Linked DNA regions of Mus musculus: region 1 is linked to region 2. The links are chromatin contacts, called in public Hi-C maps. All regions are on one chromosome and are shown on one strand. The core of a region is the stretch at or near the end of the contact, and the rest is flanking DNA. Distances in the headings are between cores, read along the strand shown. Region 1 overlaps Ntrk2 (neurotrophic tyrosine kinase, receptor, type 2). Region 2 overlaps Ntrk2 (neurotrophic tyrosine kinase, receptor, type 2).

The links. Hi-C and Micro-C count contacts between places; a contact is called where the count stands out from the background.
Region 1: a contact with region 2 is called in a Hi-C map of neural progenitor cells, with 1.8 times the contacts expected there. The contact joins two enhancer-like sites. A contact is called at or near these places in 1 of 15 datasets of contacts at CTCF or cohesin (embryonic stem cells) and 5 of 484 Hi-C or Micro-C datasets (embryonic stem cells, neural progenitor cells and uterus).

What each region holds. Positions count from the first base shown.
Region 1 is chr13:59,002,618-59,005,872 of GRCm38.p6, reverse strand. All of the region lies in intron 13 of Ntrk2 (neurotrophic tyrosine kinase, receptor, type 2), which reads right to left. Among named protein-coding and RNA genes, the nearest start is that of Gm53063, 69 kb to the left of the region's middle. Within about 2 kb of position 1,737, at least 37 of the 459 cell types and tissues checked have an H3K27ac peak or open chromatin away from gene starts, as enhancers often do. A contact at or near this core is called in neural progenitor cells, where this site is marked.
Region 2 is chr13:58,839,681-58,842,879 of GRCm38.p6, reverse strand. It overlaps Ntrk2 (neurotrophic tyrosine kinase, receptor, type 2), which reads right to left. Exons shown (of 18, transcript NM_001025074.2): 5 at 1-4. Among named protein-coding and RNA genes, the nearest start is that of Ntrk2, 34 kb to the right of the region's middle. Within about 2 kb of position 1,424, at least 72 of the 459 cell types and tissues checked have an H3K27ac peak or open chromatin away from gene starts, as enhancers often do. A contact at or near this core is called in neural progenitor cells, where this site is marked.

The DNA.
Region 1 (3,255 bases), core at 488-2,987, 160 kb before region 2:
TCCTCTTTCTCTCTTCCCTTCCTGTCTTCCACGAGATGAGCAGTTTGGCTCTATTCTGCACTTCCAGCCAAGGCCCTTTGCCTCTCCACAGACCTACGTTTAACAGCGTGACCACAGGTTGAAACCTGTAGGAAAAGGAGCCATTCCTCCTTTGAAGTTGGTTATCTCGGGTATTTTGCCCTCCTAGCAGAAAGCTGCAGAGAGCAGAATAGCCAAGTCAGAAGCCCCTGGAGGCAGAGTCTTGTGCTGATGGTAGAGGGAGCCAAAGGTGTCCTGGCCACTCTCTGGATCTGCAAGATGTGGAGTCAGCACAGCTTCCACTTAAGTTTCAGCAAGAGCCGAGGGCCATGTGTTTGGATGTGAAACCCTCTTCTTGGAGGACATAACCTCTTGACCTTAGGTATTAACTAGCTGTCATAGATGCGGTCTAGAATATTGGTGTTTTCAATTCCTTGCATTATGCAGGAAGAGCCTCCCTCTGGGGGCTGCTTATGTTCTTCCTGTTTTCTTGAAGGTGAGTAAAGTCTCAATGCCTTGGACCCGACTCACATTGCCAAGGGAGGGTGCTGGCTGATGAGAGATAACCTTAAGACAACCCCTAAAAATTCCTTGACCCTGTGAGCTGACCTATGCTAAGTGCCTCGCTTGAGGGGACGAGGGGGCAGAGGAGCAACATTCTCCCATTGGTTATGAAATGCCAGCATAGGCGTTTCTTTGCAAAGCCCCTTGCGCTCCCTGAATGACAGCCTCTGAAATGAAATACAGAGAGAGCCGCAAAGCTCTGTTATGCCTTTGTGCTGTTTCTTTGTTTTGCTTTGGTTCCGAGCCGCATACCTTCCACCCAAGCAAAGCTTATTCTTGGAGACAGAGTTCGAGCCCACGCTGAATCTTACCTTTTGTTCCAACCCCACTCTTGTTTTACCTTCTGTGTGTTTCGGTGGAAACCGATAGCTATTGCTTCTCATTAAAGCCAGTCAGGGGGAAAAAAAATTCTGTAACCAGGTTCCACTGATTCATCAGCCTAATTATACCCATTCACCGCTCCTTTCATGAGGAGATGAGAATTCCATCTCTTGAAGACACACGCTACCCCAGATACATCTGCTTCCTGGCTCCTTCTGGCTCCTTTTTATCTTAGTCAGTGAAAAGTACCCAGTGGCCCAGGAAGCACAAACTCAGCAAAATCTGGAAAGAAGAGCTCTGTTAAGCTAGCGAGAAGGGGTTGGGCCAAGGAGAAAAGCATTTAGAGCCAGGTATCATGAGATGGTGGGGGTGAACGGATGGAAAAAGATCTTATCATTCAAGATATCTAGAGAAAGCATTTGGCATTCATGCCCTAAAGACAGCCCTTGTGTGCCATTGGCATTGGCAGAGCAAAAATAAAGAAACAGAAGAAGAGAAAGTGAACTCCCTGTCGGGGTAGAGGCTGCCCAAAGGAGTGTGAGGCACCAGGTCAGAATGGTAGCATTAAGCCTGGCACAGGCTTTCAGATTATGATGGTTAATGAGTGGATTTAAGGCTCAGGCCAAGCCGTGGCTGGGTAACAATTGCATTCTCTAAAACACCAAACCTTGGGCACTAAGAGGGAGGGTCACTCGTTTCCTGGGATATGAAAGCAAATTCGCCTGAGTTCAGGGTCTAACTCTGCTGAAAACTTAACTTTGCTCTCAAAGGAAAGCAGAGGAATGCGGCTCCTGACTAGAACGGCTGCAGCCATTGCTTCTCTCTGAGGCAGTTCCTTGGTGCGGGATCAGTGGTTTCCCTAAGTTCACAGGAAATTCCTTGCCATGGTCACCTGTATCTATGGGAACAGGCAGCCCACCTAAAGAACTCTTACATTTAAGGCACGGGTTGAGTTCTTCCAAGTTCTTTCTGCTCTTTGGTGCACCAGAGGAAGTTGACAGGGAGGGACAAGGTTATTTAAGACCAAGGTTGCGAAATTAGCTTGAATAGTGATGTCAATAAATCTCACAGGAAAGCTTTCCTCCTGATGGCCCCTTTGCCAATGTTTCCTGGGCCAATCTGCTTACAGTTTCACTTTGGCGCTTTCTTGCATGCCTCACGTGATGTTAAAAAAAGGGGGGGGGGATCTCTTCTATCCTGCTTCAAGTTCATTTCACACATTCTCTATTTACTTCGAGATGAAGAACACCAGATGTAGTTCACAGATAAATCATCTTTCACGCAAAGATTCAGGGCTTCTGAAATCACAGTGATCCTGCCAAACTATGTTCTAACAGCTAGAGGCCATGTCTCCAGATCTAGAAACATGCGGATTTTCCCAGGTCTTTCCAAGGGGAGTCATTCGAACTCAATTTTTAAGGGATTATCAGAAAAGGAAAAAAAAAGTAATTTCTGCTCTTTGGAATTGCGAAATAGCAAGTAACTAAATACGACAAACCTCTGCAGGGTGAAATCGCCTGAACAGTGACCATCTCTGCCCCAGAGAGTCATAAAATACTTGTTTCCTAGCAGAACTACTCCAGGTCAAGCTGCCCATGGTTTCTTCCTATAGCCCTAGGCTAATTCGAGACTAAAGAGATAGACTTTTCCATCCAGCCCTTTGTTCTCGGATATGGCCGGCTTATAACTTAACATGTTCTATATTTAGCTTGGTGGCTTTATGATCACATTCAGAAAACAAGCACAGATTCCAAGAAACACAAATAAACAATAGAGCAGTTGCAAAATAGCTCAACCACCACAATAAATATTAAATAAAGGGTGCATCTAAAATCCGTCTTCCTGGCCCTGTGTGCAGTGTGCTCAGTGCTGGGGTCTATGACAAACTGTGCCTAACAAATCGCTGCAGATTTCCCCCTGGCTGCAGAATAAGACAATGAACTCTAACAAGTGGCTGTGGAGATGCAAATTCAATACTTCACAAAACTCACAAACACAGCTATGTATTATGCTAGTGGAGACAGACCCTTCGTCTAGACAAAATGCAAAAATCCCATGTTCGGTAAACATGTATAATTAGGGAAATAAGAAGAACAGCTAATCGTTAGCCTTACACGCACATCTGCATCTAAAATCTCATTGCTGTTGTTGTTATTGTTGCTGTCATTGTTTTTATCTTTAGTTGAAAGTTGGGGCCCATGGCCCTGGTTTTGAAATCTCACCTCTTCAATATTCAAAAGGAGTGTTGGCATTTCGGTAGTGAAGAGTGAGTATATCCAAACTCTACCCTGAAGTTCTTCTTTCTACAGAGGCACATGCCAGGCGCGTAATTGATAAGAGCAGGTCTTATTA
Region 2 (3,199 bases), core at 175-2,674:
ATTTCTGAAAGAAATCAGATATGTTAAGTGTAACTTTAAAGGTTATGATTTAAGAATGATAGTGGTTTTGTTTTTTAAAGCGTAATTTTCCTGGACTCGGGTACCCATCTTACTTGGAGCCAAACTGTGCCTTTTACATGAGAAGATAACTTCCGGGGGTCCCTGCCTCGCTTACAGTGCCTATGCACTATGAGAGAAGAGTGTATGTTTCTCAGAGTCTCTCTTTAATATCTTTGTTTCACCCAAACGTTTATGTCTCGTGTATCGATTGAAAGTCCAGTTCTCTCCCAGTTGGGCTCCCGATGCTTTGAGCACTTAATTGGGGGAATATGTAATAAAACAGCACAGTATAAGCCCATGAGAGGAGGAAAGAGAGAGATTCTAAAACTAAGAGGCATCTTGAACATTTTTAAGGTGTGTGACAAACAAAACCTGGGCTAGAGAGACTTTCAACTGTCTTTCCCGGAAGGAATACACCTGCTGACGGAAGCCGCCTGCCTGGTGGGACTATTTACATGTGACCTCAATGAAGGAGTAGCTCCAAGAAGAGACCAGGGCAGAACACTGGGGAACAGGGCATGTGTCAGACTTTATCGTGAGCTCCCCCAAAACACAGCATCTTTATAATTTAAACAAAGCAACAGAAAGATGCTCTTTCTATCCATGGGAGGGAGGAAAAAAAACCTTATGAATTTCCTGGTGTGTTCCAAATGCCTGTTGTTTGAGTGTTTCCAGTGATCCTGGCAGCTGAATTTGTTTACTGTTTCATATTTACTTAAAGTTCTTGAGCCTCTGGATGGATATTTTTGAAAAGTAGCAAAAGTGTGAAAACACACAGCCCACAAAAACAGCCAAGACCCCATCCACGCAGCTCCTGGCTTCTCGAGTGGCCCAGGCAGGCAGGTGTCTAAGAAGAAAGTCTGCTAGGGACAGTAACCCTGGCTCTGCCCTGGACCTAAGGCCAGAATGCTATCAGGCCAATGACATCTCAGTCATCTGTAGGAGCTAAATCACAGGCTGACAGGGTTAGCTGGTGAAAGGAGAGAAGGGTACCCGGGATGAAAATATACTCGAACCCATCAGGAAGTCGTGAGAGAGACATGCCCATGTAAGCCTTTTCTTTGGGGACATGAATTAAGAATGGCTTCTGTGGAACAATATCACACAAAAAATCTCTGCCTGTCTTTAAGGCTCAGGTGTGTTCATACTCATCACAAAGCCTGAAAAAAAAGGAAAAAAAAATCTGTTCTTCTCCCCAAAAATAAATAAAAGGGGTACAGGGGCAGGGATGGAGGGGAGGGGAGGGGAAGGGAAGGAGGAGCGAGGGAAAGGAAAGACTGGGGAAGGGAGGGAGGGGAGGAAAGAGGAAGAGAGGGGAGAGAAGGGGAAGGGAGTGGAGGGAAGGGGAGAGAAAAGCAGAGACCAGGAGGGAGAGAGAAGGAAAAAGAGGGATGAGGAAACTTCCGCATCATCTCCCCCACACCCCACCACACACACACACACACACACACACACACACACACACACACATCAGCTCACACTACCCTATGGAGCAGCCTCCCGCCCCCACCCATCAGCTCTATGCTGCCCTGTGGAGCTGCCTCTCCCACCCCACCCCACCCCCCATCAGCTCTATGCTGCCCCATGGAGCCACCTCTCCCAGTCTGCTCCGCTCAGCTCAGCTCTACCCTCCCTGGAGCAGCTGCTAGTCTGGGTTGCCAGCAGCACACTGCAGCTCGGGGTTACGGGCCAAAGAACAAGATGAGTTTTATGAAGCATACTTAGGAATGGGGCCAAAAGCCAAAAAGGAGGAAGAAGGAAGAAAAAAATCAACAATCCTCTTACTGTTTGATTGTAAAACTTTGCTAAGAGCCTAATTAGCACCTCGGCAGAGCCCCTGGAAAACACAAATGCTGGCTTTTCTCACAGTCCCGGGGTTCTAGGGGTTGGGCAGCAATTAAAGGCACCCAGACTTATAATCAGAGATCAGCACTGGATGGTGACTGTGTCAGGCTAACACTGACCAGGCAAACTGAGGCAAAGATGAGGCTGCGCTCTCTTGTGAGGTCCCTAAAACCTGAAGTACAACAGTCCCAATTGTCCCTCATTACTCTCTCTTTTTATTGGATATTTTCTTTATTTACATTTCAAATGTTATCCCCTTTCCTGATCCCCCTCCCTCCCAAAAGTCCCTATCTCCCTTCCCCTGCTTCTATGATGGCATGTCCTCATCCACCTACCCACCCACTCCCATCCTGGTATTCCCCTACACTGGGGCATCAAGCTTTCACAGTACCAAGGGCCTCTTCTCCCATTGATGCCTGACGAGGCCATCCTCTGCTACATGTGTGGCTGGAGCCATGAGTCCCTCCATGTGTACTCTTTGGTTGGTGGGAGCTCTGAGGGGTCTGGTTGGTTGATATTGTTGTTCTTTCTATGGGGTTTTGACCCCCTTCAGCTCCTTCAGTCCTTTCTCTAACTCGTCCATTCCTTTCTATAGAGGCAGGGGAGCTCAGAAGGACCTTCAGGCCACCCTCAGGTTACAGAGCGGCAGCTTCATTAGTCGTGTGCACCTCACTGTGCTGATAACCCAGGTCAGTACAATTTGAGTTCAGAAAATCCAGGCAAAGCAAGGTGATCCCCAGGGTCCCCAGTCCTAAGCAGAGGCTAGGACAGAAGACAGATGCTAGAGCCGACTCCTCCTGCATCCCTACACTCCTCCAAGGCGAGGTACCGTCCTGCAGCTAGGGAGAGCCTCTCTCCTCATGTGGCTGTGTGAAGCTTGATGGTATTTCACCTCTCTTCATGGCTGTCTGAACGCTTGTCTAATTTCATTGGACATGACAATAGCTACACACATCCATAGAGCATTTGATGTTTGATCAATTATTGGATCCTGATGGTGGTCTGGTAAGGAAGCTGTGTAGAATACCTATCCTCCTTGAGTGAGGCAGATACACGATTTAATGTAAGCCAGACATGGAAGCTAGAACACCATTAAAATTATTCTATTGCCGGGCATGGTGGCGCACGCCTTTAATCCCAGCACTCGGGAGGCAGGGGCAGGCGGATTTCTGAGTTCGAGGCCAGCCTGGTCTACAAAGTGAGTTCCAGGACAGCCAGGGCTATACAGAGAAACCCTGTCTCGAAAAAACAAAAAACAAAAATAAATAAATAAAAAAATAAAATTATTCTATCA